Regions from separate parts of the Mus musculus genome. Here regions 1, 3, 4 and 5 are each linked to region 2. The links are chromatin contacts, called in public Hi-C and promoter capture Hi-C maps. All regions are on one chromosome and are shown on one strand. The core of a region is the stretch at or near the end of the contact, and the rest is flanking DNA. Distances in the headings are between cores, read along the strand shown.

Region 1 (3,580 bases), core at 290-2,789, 4.9 Mb after region 2:
GGGCTTTTTAGGTGGTAGCAGAAAATGGGGGAGGGATGGAGCAAGAAAACTGAGGGTCCACTCTCAATGCACACTTTCTCAACATATTCCATTGATACTCCTCACTTCTGCTCGATCACACTCACCTGTTCTAGATGCTTCCACGTTTCACTACTAGATAAGGTGAACTTATCAGGCTGCGACCATAGCCCCTCGGTGCTTAGCTGTTTTTCAGAGTTCAATTAGCAGAGATCCAGTTCTGTATTGCAAACTATTGACTAAGATATGCTGGGTGTTATCCACTAAATATAGGCCTGGGATAGTGGCACATGCCTGTGGGAATCAGCAGTGGGGAGGCTGAAGCAGGAGGATTGCCTCGAGTTTAAGCCTGGGCTACATATCTAGACTCTGCCTGTAACCCTAGAACTCGGAATTTGGGGAGACTGAAGGTGGAGGACCACCACTGTTCTGCAGCCAAGCTCAACTACACACTGAGTCAGTTAGCTTGAGCTACGTAAGACTTTGTCACAAAACAAACCCCTCAAAGCAGTGGCAGTAGGTGTCATCCAAACGACATACTTTTCTCCAAGTCCTCAAAATTATTCCCAGACAGTGCTTTAGCCAACAGAAAAACAGGACGAAACAGATTAAGTAGTCTGCCCAAAGTCACGAGGCCTGTGAGAAGCTTTCTAACTACATAACTAAATACTGGTGGAAGTGCTCCTCACTTCCTACTGTCGTCATATGGGAACAATCTGGAAGGAAAGGATAAGCTACAAAAAAATCCCTCTCCTTCCTGTAAAGTGTACTCAGGACGATCAAGTATATTCGACTACAGAAGAGGCTAGCACAATGACTTCCGGGCCAAACCACGGGTAAAACAGCTGTCACCTGTTGCCTCAGTTTCCCAAGTTCTTTCTGCATACGCTCCACAAGAGTGACTGCTTCTTCGCCGCTCTCTGGGCGCAGCTCCTGCACCCTGCTCTGAATCTCCTGGGGAAGGATAGTCAAGAACTGCTCCAGCACCAACAGCTCCAGGATCTGTTCCTTGGTGCGCATCTCCGGCCGCAGCCACCCGCGGCAAAGCTCCTGAAGCCGGCTAAGGGCCTCCCGGGGACCCGGGGCGTCCTGAAAGCGGAACCGTCGAAATCGCAGATGGGAGGCCTCCGGGCTGGGCTCTGGCTCAGGCGGGGGTACCTCGTGGCTCCAGGCACAGTCCTCCTCCAGTTTCACTATGAGGAGCCCTTCTGGCTCCTGCGAGCTTGGGCCCGCAGCCATAGTCATGCCCCGACACCAGCCTAGGTCCCGACACCAGCTACGTCCGCCTTGAGAGACGCCCTGGGTTCTGTACAGCAGTAGGCCACGGCTGCAGCAACCGAGAGACTCCGGGCTCCAAATCCCGCCGGAGGAACCCAGGTCACAATCTCAGCAATATCAGGCCTGCAGCGTCGCCACCTGACCGGCTTCTCAGGCCCGCACAGAACTTAAGTCGCAGGGCCCGGGTCGCAAGCCTCAGCACGCGAGTTAGGCGTCATAAGCCAACGGCCGCTAGTCAGGACGGACTTCCGGTTCACGTTTCCCTTGCGCTGTCTCCCATTGGGTCGGGTCTCACCACGTACTCACGGTCCACCCAGGACAAGGAAAATTTGCATAAAAGAGCGGGAGGGGAACAAGTCGGATGGGGATGAGGGGCGGGGCTACGCAATGGGCGGGGCCTCCAGGTGGGGAAGCGGTAGGGGTGGGAATCCCTGGGCGGATGTGACCCGGGGACAACCTGGCTCAGATTTGCATAGGAAAGTTTGCCAAAAGGTAAGTTCTTCAGCCACGCTTGAACCAGAGTCCAGAGGCGCTAGAGTGTCATGTCGGGGCCCAGAAGCTTAACAAAGAAAACCTTTCCGAAGGCCGATCCCAACACTCCGGAGACCTACAACCGGAAATAGACTGTGCTTCCAGGGCTCGAGCTGCCTGGGGCTGGTGGGAAATGTAGTCCATGGCGCGCCCTTGTTATTGCGCCTGCACTGTGGCTTGAGCAGGTCTAAATGGATTGTCGAGCTACGATAAACATACCCGTGCCCGAGCTTTTGCCTCCCTGTGAGCGATGGTCCCTAGTCCTCCATCTTTAGGTGGCTGGTCGACCCAGAAGAACGCTCTGGGTATGAACTGCTCTTGCCATCTCCCAGAGCAGGTCTAAGGATTAGCATAATCATCGGCTCTGACTATTTTCCTGAAGGTTGAAGAAAAGGAAACACCAAGGCGGACTTCCTTATTTTTTGAAGAGAGAATAGCCCAGGCCTGAGACTGCAGCTGTCACAGACAGGTGGTGGAGTCTGCAGATTCTAGGAGTGTGTCACGAAAACCCGTAATCACTTATTGGACACATGCTTACATTGTTGTCTATTCATTGCAACTCAAGAGGCAGGGAAAGCCTTCCTTGCTCTGGTCTCCCTTTGTGAACTTTTTATACTTTGTAAGACCTTGAGGCAGGAAAATGGCCACCAGGAGCTCCAGCAGCCAGGTCCCTCCCACCTCTGACTTCCTTAATGGTCCCTAACCCTAATAGTTGTTTAATAATAGCTGTTACTGTCATTCCCTGGCCCGAGGAGGAAGAGTAGCCTGGCCCCACCCTACAAGACAAAAAGATAAAAATAAATAAATCCCACCAACCCTGAACAGAAAAACCCACTAATCCTGGAGCTTGGTATAGAAACCCTTCAAGCCCTGAGCAAACTCATCAGTCTCTGATCTCCTTCAAGCTCAGTGAAATTCTACCAATCCTCACCCTGGAAAGCTGTGGTGGGAAGATTAAGAAATCTTGTATAAACCCTGCCTACCACTCAGTTCCCTGCTTTCTTTCCTGAGCTGAGAATGATGTTCTGGATTTTTCCTTCCCAATGAGTCTCTTGAATGAGGTTTGTCGTGCGGCACGACTTTTGGTTCCCGATTGCCAGGGTATCTTTCCCTTCAGAGCTTCAGCATTCATACATGAAATAGAACTTTGAAGATATGGTATGAAGTAAGTCCTGTGGTTATGGCATGGAGTGCCGTCGTGAGGTCCCAATATAACTCAAATACCAGGTCAATGCAGATGCCAAAAATTTATTGTAATCAAGCTGCTACTGATTGATCAGGGCTGTAGAACAGACTCATGAGCTGAACTGTGACCTTGAGGGGATGCTGTGCAGCATATTTAAAGGAAACAATAAAGCAAGGGGGTTGGGCTGGGCTGGGCTGGGTGGTAGCATTGTCCAATCATTTTGACAAAAGGGGTTGAGAAAGGGAGTTTCCATCAATCAGGATGGAAGTTGGGGCCTGGGCCTGGGAACATGAACTTAATTTGATCCTGCCAGCAAGATAGAGAAGTTGTCCTTGAGATGTCTTGACTCAGACAACTTAAAAGTTGTCCCTGAGATGTCAGGACTCAGACAACTGTTTCTTTATAATAGAAGCTGTTTAACTATTGGGAAGTCCTCAGCTCCACGAGAGCCTGGGACCTTGAATTTAGGTCCTATGACCTAAAAAGAAAATGGTAGTATTTAGAATAAGTTTCTTTTGCTTGTTCCCAATAGTGCCAGTTAAGTCGATGGCCTAAGTTCATACAGCT
Region 2 (3,710 bases), core at 440-2,939:
CATGAAGGATGGTGGAAGCAGCAACAGCAACAAAGCAGATGCACCCATCATGAAGACAGGAAAGCAAGCTGGCGAAACCCAAAAAGGTTTTACTGCTGTCTCCAGTTAGGGCGGCCCTTCTCGTTTTAATTTCCCTAGCCAAGAAGATATACACAGAGACTTGTCTCTTTAGGTGACTGCAGATCCAGTAAAGGTGACAGCCATGGTTCATAATCATACTGGGTCACAGAAGACTGCCTCAAAAATAAATAAACCGATCATGGAGGGGTCCAAAAAGCTTGTGTGACTATATACTTCAGTCTCCTCGTGGGCACGTGCCTGGGCATCTGTCTTTTTTTTTTTTTTTCCTTCCTGAATGGTGACTGTACCATTTTCTAGTCCCCCTGCCAGAGAGCCGAGGGAGCCCTTCTCTTTGCCTGAGGAGTTGGCTTTCTTGATTTTGATGGTTCAGCATGCCCTGGGGGTAGGTCTAGAGGGTCTCAGTAGGGATGAGCTATCTCTTGGAAGACTGGGGGCTGCTGCCTACCACACCTACAGGGAACCTCTTTCCCACACCTAGGAAATATGAATTTGACCCTGGGGGGGGGGTCACGCTGAGGGCTTGCTCTCTTTGTTGGCCATGGAGATAGATCACAGCATGTCTCTGTGCCTCAGTTTCCTTTTCTGAAAATTGGAAGAAACACCATTTACTTCCACAGATAAAGTATCTTAAGGGTTTCTATTGCTGCCATGAAAACACCATTGATCAAAAAGCAAACTGGGGAGAAAGAGGTTTATTTGGCTTACACTTCCATGTTTCTGTTAATTATTGAAGGAAGTTAAGACAGGAACTGGGCAGGAGCTGATACAGAGGCCATGGAGGACAGCTGCTTACTGGCTTGCTCCTCATGACTTACACAGCCTGCTTTCTTATAGAACCCAGGACCACTAGCCCAGGGATGGCTCCACCAACAACCAGCTGGGCTCTTTCTTCATTGATCACTAATTGAGAAAATGTCCTATAGTTGGATCTCATGGAGGCATTTCCTCAACTGAGGCTCCTTTTTCTCGGATGACTCTAACTTGTGTCAAGTTGACACACAAAACCAGCCAGTACATAAAGCTTCAGGGATTCAGTAGAAATAAAAATTGAAAAAACATGGGGTTGGTGCCCACACCCATCTCAAATCCATTAGGGAGTCTGAGGCTATCCTGTCTCAAAATCAGCCCACGAAGAATAAATCAATTAGACAATAGAAAACGAACAAAACAACTCCTCCCTCCTCTCATTTTTATATTTCCCTTTCTGTCTCTCGCCTTCCTTCTATCTCTTAATTCTTGAAAAAAAAAAAAAAAAAGGCGCCCGCTTATCTCGAGTCAAGGGCAGGTTGGGGCCGGACTTGTGCTGGGGAGTGGCAGGCACAGCACGCCGAGACCCGATTGTGCCACTTTCCCGGGCACCGGGCCGGCACTGGGCGCCCGCAGACCCGCGAGTGGCGGGGAGAACACCTCCAGCCGCTGCCGAGTCCCCGGCTCCCGCCCGCGGGGCATCAACACAAAGGTCCTGCGGCAGCAGCTGTGCCGCGCTCCTCCTCCCCGACCAGTCCAAGGTCCGGGCCGCGCGTCCATTGGCCCGGAGCTCCAAGGGGCGTGGTCTCACACTCCGCCCTGCCCCGCGGCCACGCCCCAAGTCCCCGATCTTTTCTTGCAGTCGAAGAGCAGCAGCTGGAGGAGTAGGACGTGTCGCCAGGTAAGTGGCTGGTCCTGGGACCCTAGGGATGGGCGTGATGGTGCGCGGGATCTCTGGAGCCGCGGGGACGGGGCCGAGGCCTGCTCTGCACTTTGCTTCCCCTCTGTGGGGCCTTCTCGTTCTCCAGCTCCGTGATGGGTGCCCCCCCACCCCCACCTCCGGGACGTGCTCCAGTCGCCCGGGCTAGTTTGGGGAGCGCGGGTTACTCACCGTCCCCAAGGGGAGACGGGTGGGTGTGGCCACAACACCGATACTTGTCTGACTTCGGTTAGTACTTCTCTCTGGGCCACCTGTTTTTTGAGCGTAGGAGGCGCGCCCTCTGCGTTTTCTGGCGGGCTGGAGGTGCTGGAGACTCGCGGCTAGAGGAAGGCGGAGCTGTCCTCGACGGCCGGGCCTCGCCAGCTGCATGCTGGGCGGCGGGACAGTAGCCAGGCCCGGAGAGGGGGAACCGCCCTGACCCCTCGCGGTTGGCTGCCTGTAGGGAGGAGGAGCGGCAGGGCGCGCTCGCTTGGTGTTTGCGCCAGGATGGGGGCCTTAGGGCACAGAGGAAAACTTCACCGGGACTGGCGGTCCTGTTTACAGGCCGGAAATGCAAGGTTGGGTTTTGCTTTTTGTTTAAAAAAACCAGGCTCTGAGCTCACAGTTTTCTGAGGTTGCAGTTTAGGTCTGTGCAGGGTCAGCTGTAGATTCCCACTTCTCCTTCAGGGCCTGGATTCTGAGAGATGGAGGTGCCCCTTTGCAAAATAGGAGACCCCCCCACCCTTCCCCGCCGATTGGAATAGAGGGAGCTGGCTAGCCTAAGTGTCTGGAGAAATAGGGGCTTTTTAAAAACCTTCCCCTCTTGACCATACTGTTACTTCTTGGTGCTTTTAGTATGTTCTCTCTCCAAGCTGAAGCCAGAGGGAGAGAATGAAAAATAATTGGTCATTAAACCAGTAGTGGTGGGTTATGCCTGCAGTCCCAGCACTGGGGAGGTAAAAAGGATTCAGGATTCAGGTTCAATCGTGGCTCCATAATTAGTTCAAGGCCAGCTGCGGTAAATAACTTCCTTCTCCTTCACAGCACTGGGGAGACTAAGACAGAGGAACTGTCCACAGCAAGATCCTTCAAACCACTTAAAAACTCGAATTACAATCTGTGTCCCATGTTCCTGTTCTTTGTCCTATTAGGCTCGAACTTTCCCACAGGGCCTTCTCTAGCGGCTTTGTGACTCTGACTGTTCATTGTGTCCCTAAGTGATCCTTAAGCCTCAGCTCAGCCATTCCCTGGTCTGGGACAGGGGTCTCCTCAGAGTTTGGCCTCCCTCCCCCCTATCATCGCCTCTTGGGTGACGACAGCCTGGTTGCCACTCTGTGCCCTTGCATCACCTCACCCTCCAGGGTGACCATGAGCTGAATTGGGGTCAGAGTAAGCTGACTTCAGCCCAGCCTAGGGTTGGGGGAGCTGGCTTTCTTAGTCCTGCGAATGCAAGGGGAAGACTTTGTGCCTCATATCTGGCAGCTGTGGGAGGGGAGGGTTCTCCTAGTGTGACTGTGCACACCTTAGGGCCACTATTGTTAAGCCCACCTTCTGCTCTGCAGTGTGGCTGGGACTGCCTCTATAGCTTTGAGCTACTGGGATTTGCAAGGTCCTTGTCAAACTGAGGCAGGGAATTAGTGGGTCTAGGAGAAGATGGAAACAATCAGGCTGGAAGGTGAGCAGAACTGGGGGTGGGGTGAGGCAATTCAGGGCTAGGAGGCCAAGAGGTCTCCTTGGCCTGCCCCGTGGGATGACGTTATTGGAAGGGACTGCTTTGGGTTTCTGGACTCTAATCTGGAGCTTCTAGCTTCCTGGCAGTTGAGGGGAGGGAGGCAGGGGAGGGGGCGTCCCAGCTGGGCTGTTGGAGGGACGGGTTGTCTCCTAATCCTGTACTGTTTGCTCTTCTGTGTTCAGAGGCCCCGCCCCTGATATCCCCCCCCCCCTACTCTCACTGAATTCTCTC
Region 3 (3,701 bases), core at 782-3,281, 3.6 Mb after region 2:
ATGGGTTTGTGGTGGTGGACAGATCTTTAGTCCCAGCACTAAGATGGAACCCAGCCTGATCCACAAGGAGCTCCAAGACAGCCAGGGCTACACACAGAAAGTCTTGAAAAACAAAACAAAACAAAACAAAACAAAAAACATATTATGCAAAAGCCTATTTCCAGGTATTCCTAGGGACTGTTTTATGTTTTTGTTATCATAAATACATTCTTTTTAACTAATTTACTTTTGAACTGACTACCAAAAAAAAAACAGAAAAACTTGTATGCTAATTTTTTCATTAATTTCTTTCCCTATTTAATGGCTTTCCCTTTTTATTTTGAAAGGCAAAGTCCTACAAAAATGACAGGTTATTTTATATTTATTTTTGTTTCCTGTCTTCTTTCATTCTTTTGTTTGTTTGTTTGCTTGAGACAGGGTTCCTCTGTGTAGCCCTGGCTGTCCTGGAACCTCACTCTGTAGACCAGGCTGGCCTCGAACTCAGAAATCCACCTTCCTCTGCCTCCTGAGTGCATGTGCCACCACTACTCGGCTCCTGTCTTATTTCATTAACTAGAATTACAGGACATTAGACAATGTATCCTTTGTTCTATTCCTGACTTTGATGGGATTGTTTCTAAATTTAGTTGTAAAGATTTACATTTAAAGACAAGTCATTACAATATTCTTAAATTCCTGGAAAACTCTAATTTCTAAATTAAGAACATTTGTCAAATTTTATGAAATCTTAAATACACTTTAAATGGTCAGTTCGTGTTTAATTAACACACAATGTAAATGACAGTCCTTGAAAAATGTGGTACTTCTTCCAAAGAAAAAACAAGCTGGGGTCAACCACCCAGCTTCTCCACCACACCATCTCTCAGAGCAATTGACAACCAAAGCCTCTACAAGGACACTGCTTTGGGGAAAGGGGCGTGAACCCGTCACCTTCCGAGCAGGCGTTGACTTCAGAAAGTACAGCTGTAAGTTAAGTCCACCCTGACACAGACTCCTGCCGCCTTTTCTTGGGTGTGAGACTTTTCTTGCTCAAAGTCGAGCTTCAACTCGGTCTACGGAACTTAGGGCAGCCGCCCTGCCCCTCGGCAGGTACCAGTTCCCATTACTGTCACCTGTCTTCCAGCTGTCAAAACTTCTTGCAAAGTGTCACACTACTTACGAAGGCTAACGCGGGAGGCTGGACCAGACCGCGGCGCTCACCGTTGTCCCCAGAGCCGACGCGGGCCGTAGACGTCCCCCCGTGGTGGTCCTCATGCCGGCCCGGGACCCTCGGGTTGCGGCGCGGCTCAGCGGCCCGCTCCCGAGCGCTGCAGGCGGGCGCGCGGAGGGCCCGCGCCGCGGCCCATGGCCGGCTCCCCAGCCCGCGGGAAGGAAGCCTCTCGACAAACTGCCGCTTTCTCTTGTCAGCCAGCGGGGGGAGCCGAGATATGCCAAGTCCACGTCCAAGAAAACAAGTCGGGCGACGCCGAGGACGCTTGGCGGGGACGCCGCTCCGGAAGCCGACTGTCGAGCTGGGCGCTCCTCAGCAGTCTGGAGCTCCCGCCCCGAGCGCGGGCTCGCGGGCAACCGGGGCCTCTTCTGCCCCGGGCTGGGACCGAGACTGGCTTCCAGGCCGCGCCAGGGTCAGTCAGGGCAGCAACCGGACTCCAACACCTATCCGCCCGGGACCTCAGGCTCGGCAACGGCCCGGGGCCCGCGCCTGCCTAACAGCCGTAACGGAAGCAGCGGGAAAGACTGGAAATGAGTCTAGAGTCCCGGAAGCGAGCGGGCAGCACAGTCGGCTCCCTTTCGCGCTAGTCCGGCCGCGCCGCCTCCGCCGCCGCTGCTTTGGACCGCGGATGCTTCGTTGTCACGAGCCGGAGGGGAGGGGGGAGGCGGGAGCTTGGAGTCTCTGGGCTTCGACGCGCTGAGAGCGCGGCGCTCAAGTCACGTGCCTCCAAGCAGTCCAATGGACGGCCGCGGCGCGGTGACGTCAGCGCATCCGCTAGGCGGATGACAGCAAACACCCGTCACGTGGTCAGGCCAACTCCAATGGGCGGTGCCGCGGCGACCTGAAGTTCCCGGCTGCCCGTGCGGCGGCGGTGGTTGGGTGGTAAGATGGCGGCTGTGAGTCTGCGGCTCGGCGACTTGGTGTGGTGAGTCCTGGCGACCAGCGCTGAACGAAAGACGGCGCGAAGCTGCTTTTCCTGGTCGCAGGGTTGCCAGCTGGCCCAGGAGTAGTTTTATTATGCACTCCGGACGGCGGAGAGTGGGGAAGAGGAGGTGCCGCCGCGGTGTGAACGACGCTTGAGCGGAAGAGGCTGTCCGGTCCCCGGGGGACCGAGGCCGAGAGGGGCCGCGGCGGTCCCTGCTCTGAACCCTGAGGCCATCCCAGGGGAGGGTTACGGCTCTAGAACTCTGGCTCCAGCTGCCACTGCAGAGAACTCTGGCGTGGCGTGGAGTCCCAGGGTCTCTCCGGACCTCCTCTCAAAGCAGGAGAGGATACCTTGCTAGAGACAGAGCCGTCCATACCCGCGTTCGGTTGGGACAGACGTGGGCTCGAGGCTTGGTTCCAGGTGGCGAAATCCGACTGCCCGGCGCTGCCCCATGAAGAAACCGAGGGGAGGGTGACTTCTCCTTTGCAAATGATGGCTAGGCGGTGATCCAGTGCCTCTCGTTCTGTTCCTTGTGTCCCCTGCAACAGCCAAAACCAAGAGTGACCATTGTCTCCTTGGAACTGCGTAGTTTCCCTACCTAGAGGAAGGTTTCCATGATCATTTGTCAAAGGAAAGCCGATCATGGGGTGAATTAAATCAGTCTTAGGGAAGTCTGTGTTTACAGAGAGAAGTTTCCAACACTCTCCCAGGGAGGTACCAGACCAGTGACGTCCTGATGGTTTTGTTTTTCTATGTTCCTTCTCGGGAAGAGTGCACAGATCTCAGGCACACACACACACACACACACACACACACACATATATATATATATACAGTTTTGTATGTAATATGTGAGGGCCCTGAGCCCAGCTGTGAAAGACCCATCTGGTTTGCCTGCTTTTGTTCTGGCCCTTTTGTTCAGCCTAGAGTTAGAAGCATAGATTGCTTGTTGAGTGGGCTGAAGGAGATGGACTGGCTTTTCCAGGGCAAGTTCTGACTGTTTGTATTATTTTCTCTAGGGGGAAACTGGGCCGGTATCCTCCCTGGCCAGGAAAGGTGAGTGCATTGTTGGTTTTAAAAGAAGGTAGTTGAAGCTAAGGGAGAGGGTTAACATGTTGAATTTCCTCCATTCTCTAACACTGACTTAAAATGGGCTCATTTTGATAAAATGTAGTGTTTTGCCTCCAGTTATCAGTCGGTTTTGAAAGTTATAGCATAAACCAGAGTGTTTAAATATGAGGTAATCACTTCAGTCAGAGGGCTTGTGAAATTGGTTGGTTTTTTATCTTGGAAATCAATTGTAATCAAAATGTAGCATGCTAAAATCTAAGGATGAAGAAACAGATTCTCCAGGAAGAGGGAAGTCTAAATGTAGGTTAGTGAAAAGCTAAAGTATTTTTGTCCCAACTAAGTTTAAATCTTCTTCCCCTGTTACCATATGTGCTGCTCCAGTGCATCTCTGCAGAAGATGGCATTCCAGATTTTTCAAGAGGTGGTCCATCATAGCTTTCCAAATGTTCTGGCTTTTTAGTCTTGCTAGGAATCCAGGAAATGTCTGAAGACTCT
Region 4 (3,442 bases), core at 118-2,617, 3.4 Mb after region 2:
AGTTCATCTCGAGGTTTGGAGTCTGCAAATGCAAATGAGCCCTTTCAGGTATCAGAAATAGCCAGTTACAGTCAGCTGGGTGTGTTCCTTCACATCTGTAATTCCAGTACTTGGAAGGATAAGGCAGGATAAAGTGTTCAAAGCCAGCATGTGCTACAAAGCATGCCCATCTCAAGTAAACAAGGTGGAAGGAAAATAACACCTATCAAAACCTCACAGGTCCCCAGTACCCAGAATAGAAAATGAGGTCACTTTGTGTTCTTCTATAGAATACCCTCGAAGGGCATTCATCATACCTACTTAATTTAACCTGATGACTGGCATGCAATAGGGACCCAATTTAACTGATAAAGAGTAGAACTCCTGGATGGCAGTCTGCCCTAGGATAGCACTCCACACGGGGACCAATAAGGGCTATTTCCACTTTCCCTTAGATAGAGCTGGGCCACCCCCAAGTTCGCAGATCCAATTTGAGGTGCCCAGCACGTGTTCGAGGATAGTTATGAATGTCCCCAACATGCTAGCAGATTTCATATGACTGTGTCAAAAGGTTGGATACCTGAGGGGCTACTAAAGTGCATGCCTTTAATCCCAACACTCTAAAGGCAGTAGCAAGTGGATCTCTGTGAGTTCAAGGACACTCTGGCCTACATAGTGAGATCCAAACCAGCTAGAGGCTGCATAGTAAGAGTGAACCCCTGAAAAATCATCCACGTGGACATGATGAGGGAGTGGACACCTCTGCCTACACCTTAGGGGACAAGAGAACCATCCACAGCAAGAAAAGCTCTGCGGCTGGACAAGGGATGTGAAGAAACATTCAGCCTGCCAACTCAGTGACAAAGGCAGCATGAGGAAGTGGTGACCAGCACTAAGGTCTCACACACCAGGGTTGCAGCCTGTCTGTGCACTACCTAAACAAAGCAAGTGACAGACACTTTTGCAACCGATCTATTTGTAGTCCTCACGTATGGTAAACGGCGACTGACGCCCGCTGCTCCCAGACACCAGAAAACAGCGGTCCAGACCAGAACAGGCAGGAGAGGAGCACAGCTGCTCCCGCCTCTGTCCCAAAACAGGGAGAGTCAAGGCTCCTGATTGAGCCTCCCTCTCAGGTCCCCGCCACTCACTGTAGAACCCCAGCAGCGTCACCGAAAAGCCGCTCTGGGCCAATGACAGCGCGTGGTACTGCATGCGGGGGCTGCGGCCCACGTCGCCCAGCACCACGACGACCATGTGCCGGGCCCTGCCCGTTTGCCGCCCACGCTTCCACAAGCCCAGCAGCAGCACCAGCAACAGCAGCGCCAGAACCAGCAGCGCCACGCAGGACGCTGCCATCTTGGCCGGCCGGCGCCGAGCACGTGACCGGGCCCGGAAGCCTCGCTATGCGCAAGCGCACACCCCAGACCCTGCCCAGGGGGAGGTGATTATGAAATCGCCTCTTTACGAAGGAGGAGGCGGAGCCTTGGATAAGGCGAGGTCTGGGAGAAAAGGAAAGAGAATTTGGAAGATGGGGGCGGGCTCTGAACGGGGGGGCGGGGCCTGGAAAGGGTAGGAGGCCTTTGAAGAGTTACTTAAGGAGCCCAAGAATGGACTTAGCCATGCCAAGTTCTCTGAAGTGTGTTTTCCCCTGTGAAAGTAAAGCTGTACCTTTATTGGAGTCTAAGAACTTCTTTTAAAGACCGCTAAGATAAATTTCAAACTATAATAATGATGATAATGATTACCTGCTGCTAGAGTACACTTCTCAGCTTCCCTTACGGACTGTGAAGTCATTTCTACCCCTATAGGAGGCCATATCTCATCTTCTGTGAGTATCTTAGCCATCTACACAAAAATGTACCCTCACCGTACATGAACTTGTCTCGGCTATGATCAGACCCAGCCTCTTTTATCTACTCTCTCAGTAGCTGCCTTTAATAATCTAACAAGAGAGATTAAATTTTAGATGAGAGGCTGATGAGTTTTCTTCAGGTAAAGGTGTTTGATGCTAAAGTAGGGTACCATCTCAGGAAGGAGAGAATCAACTCTCTACATCCTCTGACTTCCACGCTCCTGCTGTGACACACACAGCACCTCCCTTGTACACTAAATAAATAAAAACAATTTGGATGAATTTCCTAGTTTTGTTGAGGAAAGAGGCCATTCCCTGAGAAGTGAATGTATAAACAAGATCATGGCTACACATGGAAACCGATCTTTGTTGGTAGAAGGCAAGAGACCATAGGGCCTCTGGCTCTTTAGCAGAGGTGCCTTCCAGTGAGAAAATTTATTAAGCAAAATGTTTATCTCTTCATTTGTTAAGATGCATGCACATTGAATACAACAATTCAAATACAAAAGAGAGGAAGCAGGCATAGTATAGCCTGTAATTCTGGCACTGTGGAGGAGAAGCCAAGGTCATCCTCGACTCCATAGAGAGTTCAAGACCTGCCTGGGCAGCTTATGACAAGAACTCAAAAAAATAAGGGGCTGGATAAATGACTCAGCAGTTAAGAGCTCTTACTTGCAATCATGACAGGAGTTCAAATCCTGACACCCATGTAACAAGCTGGATGTCACCACAAAACCTATAATCTCAGCTGTGAGGGGCAGAAACAGAAAGCTCACTAAAGCTTGTTGGCTTTCAGCTTATAAGGAGAAAAAGGAGACTCAAGTTTAGGGAGAGACGAATAGACAATGGGTTATAGAGAAAGAAAGGAAGGGAAAGAAGGAAGGGAGGGAGGAAGGGAGGGAGGGAGGGAAGAAGGAAGGAAGGAAGGAAGGAAGGAAGGAAGGAAGGAAGGAAGGAAGGAAGGGAGAACTTTTTAAGTATGGGCAATAAAGGGAGAAAGAAAGAGATGCATAAGATAATGATAGTGGCATGAACTCTAGAGTTCCTGACTTTGCCAGCTAGAAAAGTACTGCTGTGTGGGGAGCTTTGGGGGCTGCATGGCAGGAATCTGACATTGGCCAAGGACAAGGAAATGGGCTTGGGGCAGGAATCTGACATTAGGCCATGACAAGGAAGTAAGTTCAGGCAGGAATTTTTTTTATTAGATATTTTCTTTATTTACATTTCAAATGCTATCCCGAAAGTTCCCTGTACCCTCCCCAGTCCTGCTCCCCTACCCACCCACTCCCACTTCTTGGCCCTGGTAGTCCCCTGTACTGGGGCATATAAAGTTTGCAAGACCAAAGGACCTCTCTTCCCAATGATGGCCGACTAGGCCATCTTCTGCTACATATGCAGCTAGAGACATAGCTCTGGGGTTACTGGTTAGTTCATATTGTTGCTCCACCTATCCGATTGCAGATCCCTTCAGCTCCTTGGGTACTTTCTCTAGCTCCTCCATTGGGGGCCCTGTGTTCCATCCAATAGATGACTGTGAGCATCCACTTCTGTATTTGCCAGGCACTGGCATAGCCTCACATGAGACAGCTATATCAGAATTCAGGCAGG
Region 5 (3,543 bases), core at 64-2,563, 3.4 Mb after region 2:
AAAGAACCAACTTCTTCAAGCCATCCTCTGACTTCTATTTATGTGTGGTGGATCACAAACACACACATACACAAATAATCAATGTAAAGAAATTAAAAGGCAAAATCCCACAGAAACAATCATAGTTCATTTTATTTAAATCAAGTCAGCTCAGGGAATAAAAGACCAATCCCATCTTGGTCCCCTATGCTGGCCTGGATTTTTGGAGGGTCACAGACCTGACTGTAATTAATTCCCTTCTGTTGTTCTCCAAAACAAACCTCAGGATTTCTTGTCTAAAGGAGGTAATGGGATACAATCTGTCCCCTTCATCAACATTCTGCAAGTATATTTAACAAGCTAGCTCTAGAAGCTTCCAAATGGAGATTTTGAGACATTTGCTAAACTGAACTGTTACACCTTGAATGACAGTGCACACTTGGAGGACAACAGGGGTGGCTTGCCAGTGTCCTGCCTTTCAACTCTAGGGACTTTGAACAGAATACTCTGCCACCCACTGCAGCTAACTCCCACTCTTAGTTCAGATTCTATTCCTTGCAAGATGAAACAAAACTCCTGCTGGAAGCCTCTGCAATTCTGTGCACTAATTTTCAGAGCAGATACTGTTACTGTTATATGTGTGTGTGTGTGTGAACACATATACACAAATAACGTAAAGAAATTAAAAGATGAAACCCCACAGAAACAATCTCAGTTCATTTTATTTAAATGAACCCAGTTCAGGGAATAAAGACCAACTCCTTGGTCCCCTATGCTGACCTGGCTTCGTGGATGTGTGTGTGTACACGCGCGCACTCGCGCGTGTGCGTGCGCAGGTAGGCTGAAGGATCCCAGGTATCACTTCCTAACACCCAGGTGGGGTTAGACCCCTCCAAAAATCTTCCTCGGCTACTTCGAGGGCAGACCCACCCTAGCCTCGCCCCCGGCTGATCTGAGCTCGCCCCAGACCACCCAAAGACAACCGGCTAAGAGTTGCTCAACCTCAATCTCAGCCCCACCCCCATTCCCGCTCGGGCCCACCTTCCAACCCCCAGTTCCTGCCAAGGACCGCCCTCTGAGCCCCGCCCCCAAGCCAGTCTAGGCTTCGCCTCCAAGTTGCCAGCTCCAGCTCCAGGAACTGTTTAAAACGCTCCCCAGTCAGGCCCAACCCGGCCCGGTCCGCCTCTAACCCTGCCCCACCGTACTCCCCGCCCCGCGGGCACCATCTTGCCCCGCCTCCTGGGCCGGAACATAGACTAGCCCCCGCCCACATCTTACCTCCTAGTTGCCACGCCTCCTCCGTCTCAGGCCTCGCTTCCGCCCGTTTCCAGGCAACCCTGGCCCTGCCCCGCGATGGCGCCTGAGGACCACGAGGGGGCCACGTCTCTGCTGCAGAGTTTCGAGCGCCGCTTCCTGGCGGCTCGCGCGCTGCCCTCCTTTCCCTGGCAGGTGGGCGGCGGGCGTGCGGCGGGTATCAGGGTCGAGCACCACGGGCGGCGGGGCCGGGAGTCTCGGGCCGCCTTTGCTCACCGCTGGACTGGGGGAGGCAGGCGGGCCCTTCCCCGGCAGGGTTTACAGGGTCACGAACCGGGCTGGATTATTTTAGCAACTTTTAAGCCAGTAATCGGTCATCTTGGCGACTGCAAAACAACTTTGAAAAACTAAACGTCTTCAAATGGCAAGAGCCGCGCTCTCCTGAAAAGGAGGCCAGGTCCCCATCCGAAGGGCAGGCTTCAGGCAGAACCGTCTCAGAGGGAGTTCGGACTGAAAATGGTGCTTCCCTGTGGCCTGGGGACCTGCAGCTCGGACGCGAGGATCCTTTAGAGCGTGCCTCGCTGTTAACTCTTGTGCGGTGAGCTCACCGGCATGAGTTACTATAGATTTGTATTCCTCCAGAGTCTACCCGGTTTCGTTGGGTGGTTTGGGTAGTTGTATTATTTCATCGACATAAAATATCTCTGGTCTTAACGCAAAACGAAACCCGAATAACATATAAGTCCTTATTCAATGTCAACTGTAATAATAGTTCATGTGCTGTGCTAAGTACTTGCTCAGGGTCACCCACAGTGCACAGCACTGGCGTCTGTGGTCACTCCATTTGACCAGGAGTTTAAGAAGGAAAGAATCAGAGCTCTGGCCGGGGAGGCCAGCTTCCTGCTTATAGTTCTAATTCAACCCCCTGTGTGCTGTGGGACTTTACAAGAGGCTACATCTCTGTGCCATCATTTCTAATTAATACAGTAAAGGATACAATGATAGCAGCCTCTTGCTACTAAACAGCTGGACTTCTTTTCCTTTGCCCAGCTAGAAATCATAGATAGACAAAAAGTTCTGGGAGTGCTGATCTCTGCTGACTGTGTTTTTCTGTGCCGGCTGTAGGCAGACAAGACCAGTAATTGCAGGTTTCTTGAGTGTAGGGCCCTTGGCCCTCCGGGAGTTCTTAGGACATTTTTGGCTGCGAGCTTCCCAGCAGGCCAAGGTATTGGATTTCTTCAGCCCTTGGCAGCAGCCCTTAGAAACATACAGCTCTTGTGCAGGTCTTGGAAGTGCGGATTCATTAGCTCTTGACCATGGCCAGCCTGTCTGCTTTTACAATTCTGCCGTCCACTGTTGAGCCTTGACTGGGTCTGCTTTCTCCTTGTTACCCCCGCAGCCCGCACTACTAAAGTAGGCAAGAGACTCTTCCCAGGAGGTAGCGCGGGAGGGTTCCTTACAGTCTACTCCCTCTTTGACCACAGCAGCAGGCTGTGTAGGTGTCTGAACCAATCACGGCTTTGCCTCTTGTTCCATCCCAGCCATCCTTCCGCTACGCCACTAGGGGGCGTGCTCCCCTCTGTCCCACAGGAAATGAGTGCAGAGCAATACACTGTACACCCAGGTTTGTAACAGCAAAAAGTTTCAAACAGCCCCGGCTGAGCCCGCAGCTTCAGCAGTCATGACAATCAGGTCTGGTTGTCTAAGGGTGTTTATGGAGTGTTCAGGCAGCCAAGGCTGGTATAAGCTGTCAGACTGACAATCCTTTTGCTGAAGGCAACCAAGGTAGAAAGGGAGAGTCCCACAGCTCCAAATTAGGGAGTCATACTGCCCCATCCCCCAAACTGTAGCTTATGTATAGGAGAATGAACATAAGAGCGCTTCTACCAAGAACCTAAAGACTATCATGAACACGAATTGTGGACTTAACCGCCTGATTACTGTTGCTCCTGTATACTGTTGGCAGCCCCTCCTGTATCTCACTTTGTGGGAGTACGTGGGTACAAACCCTGACTTCCACCTGACTGTGGAAGTGCACTGAGTGCCTCCTAGCAGTTACTGGGTCAGTAAGTATTTACTGAATGCCGTCCATGAGCTGCACACCAGGGCACATCATAACACATGAGAAGCCAGCCCTAAAACAGTAAGGAACCAGAAGACACCAGGCAAAACCATGTGTGGCAGCTCATGCCTATAACCACAGCTTGGGGTCCTAAAGCAGGAGAGTCTGTGGATTAGAGGCCAGCCCCAGCTACAAGATGAGACCCTGTCTCAGACGGATGAAAAAATAAACAAGGAAATGACAAACAA

The links. Promoter capture Hi-C pulls out the DNA fragments that hold promoters and counts their contacts. Hi-C and Micro-C count contacts between places; a contact is called where the count stands out from the background.
Region 1: a promoter capture Hi-C map of pre-B cells shows a contact between it and region 2. The contact joins the promoter of Zfp263 here to the promoter of Carhsp1 in region 2. A contact is called at or near these places in 1 of 39 promoter capture datasets (pre-B cells) and 1 of 484 Hi-C or Micro-C datasets (B cells).
Region 3: a Hi-C map of B cells shows a contact between it and region 2, with 5 read pairs. The contact joins the promoter of Glyr1 here to the promoter of Carhsp1 in region 2. A contact is called at or near these places in 1 of 39 promoter capture datasets (cranial neural crest) and 1 of 484 Hi-C or Micro-C datasets (B cells).
Region 4: a promoter capture Hi-C map of the HPC-7 cell line shows a contact between it and region 2. The contact joins the promoter of Alg1 here to the promoter of Carhsp1 in region 2. A contact is called at or near these places in 2 of 39 promoter capture datasets (the HPC-7 cell line and pre-B cells).
Region 5: a promoter capture Hi-C map of pre-B cells shows a contact between it and region 2. The contact joins the promoter of Eef2kmt here to the promoter of Carhsp1 in region 2. A contact is called at or near these places in 3 of 39 promoter capture datasets (cranial neural crest, frontonasal cranial neural crest and pre-B cells) and 1 of 115 datasets of contacts at active chromatin or transcription factors (astrocytes).

Annotation. Positions count from the first base shown.
Region 1 is chr16:3,742,058-3,745,637 of GRCm38.p6, reverse strand. Zfp263 (zinc finger protein 263) reads right to left here and starts at 1,539. Exons shown (of 6, transcript NM_148924.3): 1 at 871-1,539. The coding sequence starts at 1,263.
Region 2 is chr16:8,670,132-8,673,841 of GRCm38.p6, reverse strand. Carhsp1 (calcium regulated heat stable protein 1) reads left to right here and starts at 1,689. Exons shown (of 4, transcript NM_025821.2): 1 at 1,689-1,729.
Region 3 is chr16:5,048,240-5,051,940 of GRCm38.p6, reverse strand. It overlaps Glyr1 (glyoxylate reductase 1 homolog (Arabidopsis)), which reads left to right and starts at 2,031. Exons shown (of 16, transcript NM_001079814.1): 1 at 2,031-2,135; 2 at 3,155-3,191. The coding sequence starts at 2,098. It overlaps Ubn1 (ubinuclein 1), which reads right to left and starts at 1,884. Exons shown (of 19, transcript NM_026666.4): 1 at 1,160-1,884.
Region 4 is chr16:5,231,546-5,234,987 of GRCm38.p6, reverse strand. Alg1 (asparagine-linked glycosylation 1 (beta-1,4-mannosyltransferase)) reads right to left here and starts at 1,367. Exons shown (of 13, transcript NM_145362.2): 1 at 1,131-1,367; 2 at 1-22. The coding sequence starts at 1,338.
Region 5 is chr16:5,253,726-5,257,268 of GRCm38.p6, reverse strand. Eef2kmt (eukaryotic elongation factor 2 lysine methyltransferase) reads left to right here and starts at 1,313. Exons shown (of 8, transcript NM_027446.2): 1 at 1,313-1,428. The coding sequence starts at 1,333. It overlaps Gm15983 (a long non-coding RNA gene), which reads right to left and starts at 1,306. Exons shown (of 3, transcript XR_003951974.1): 1 at 1,258-1,306.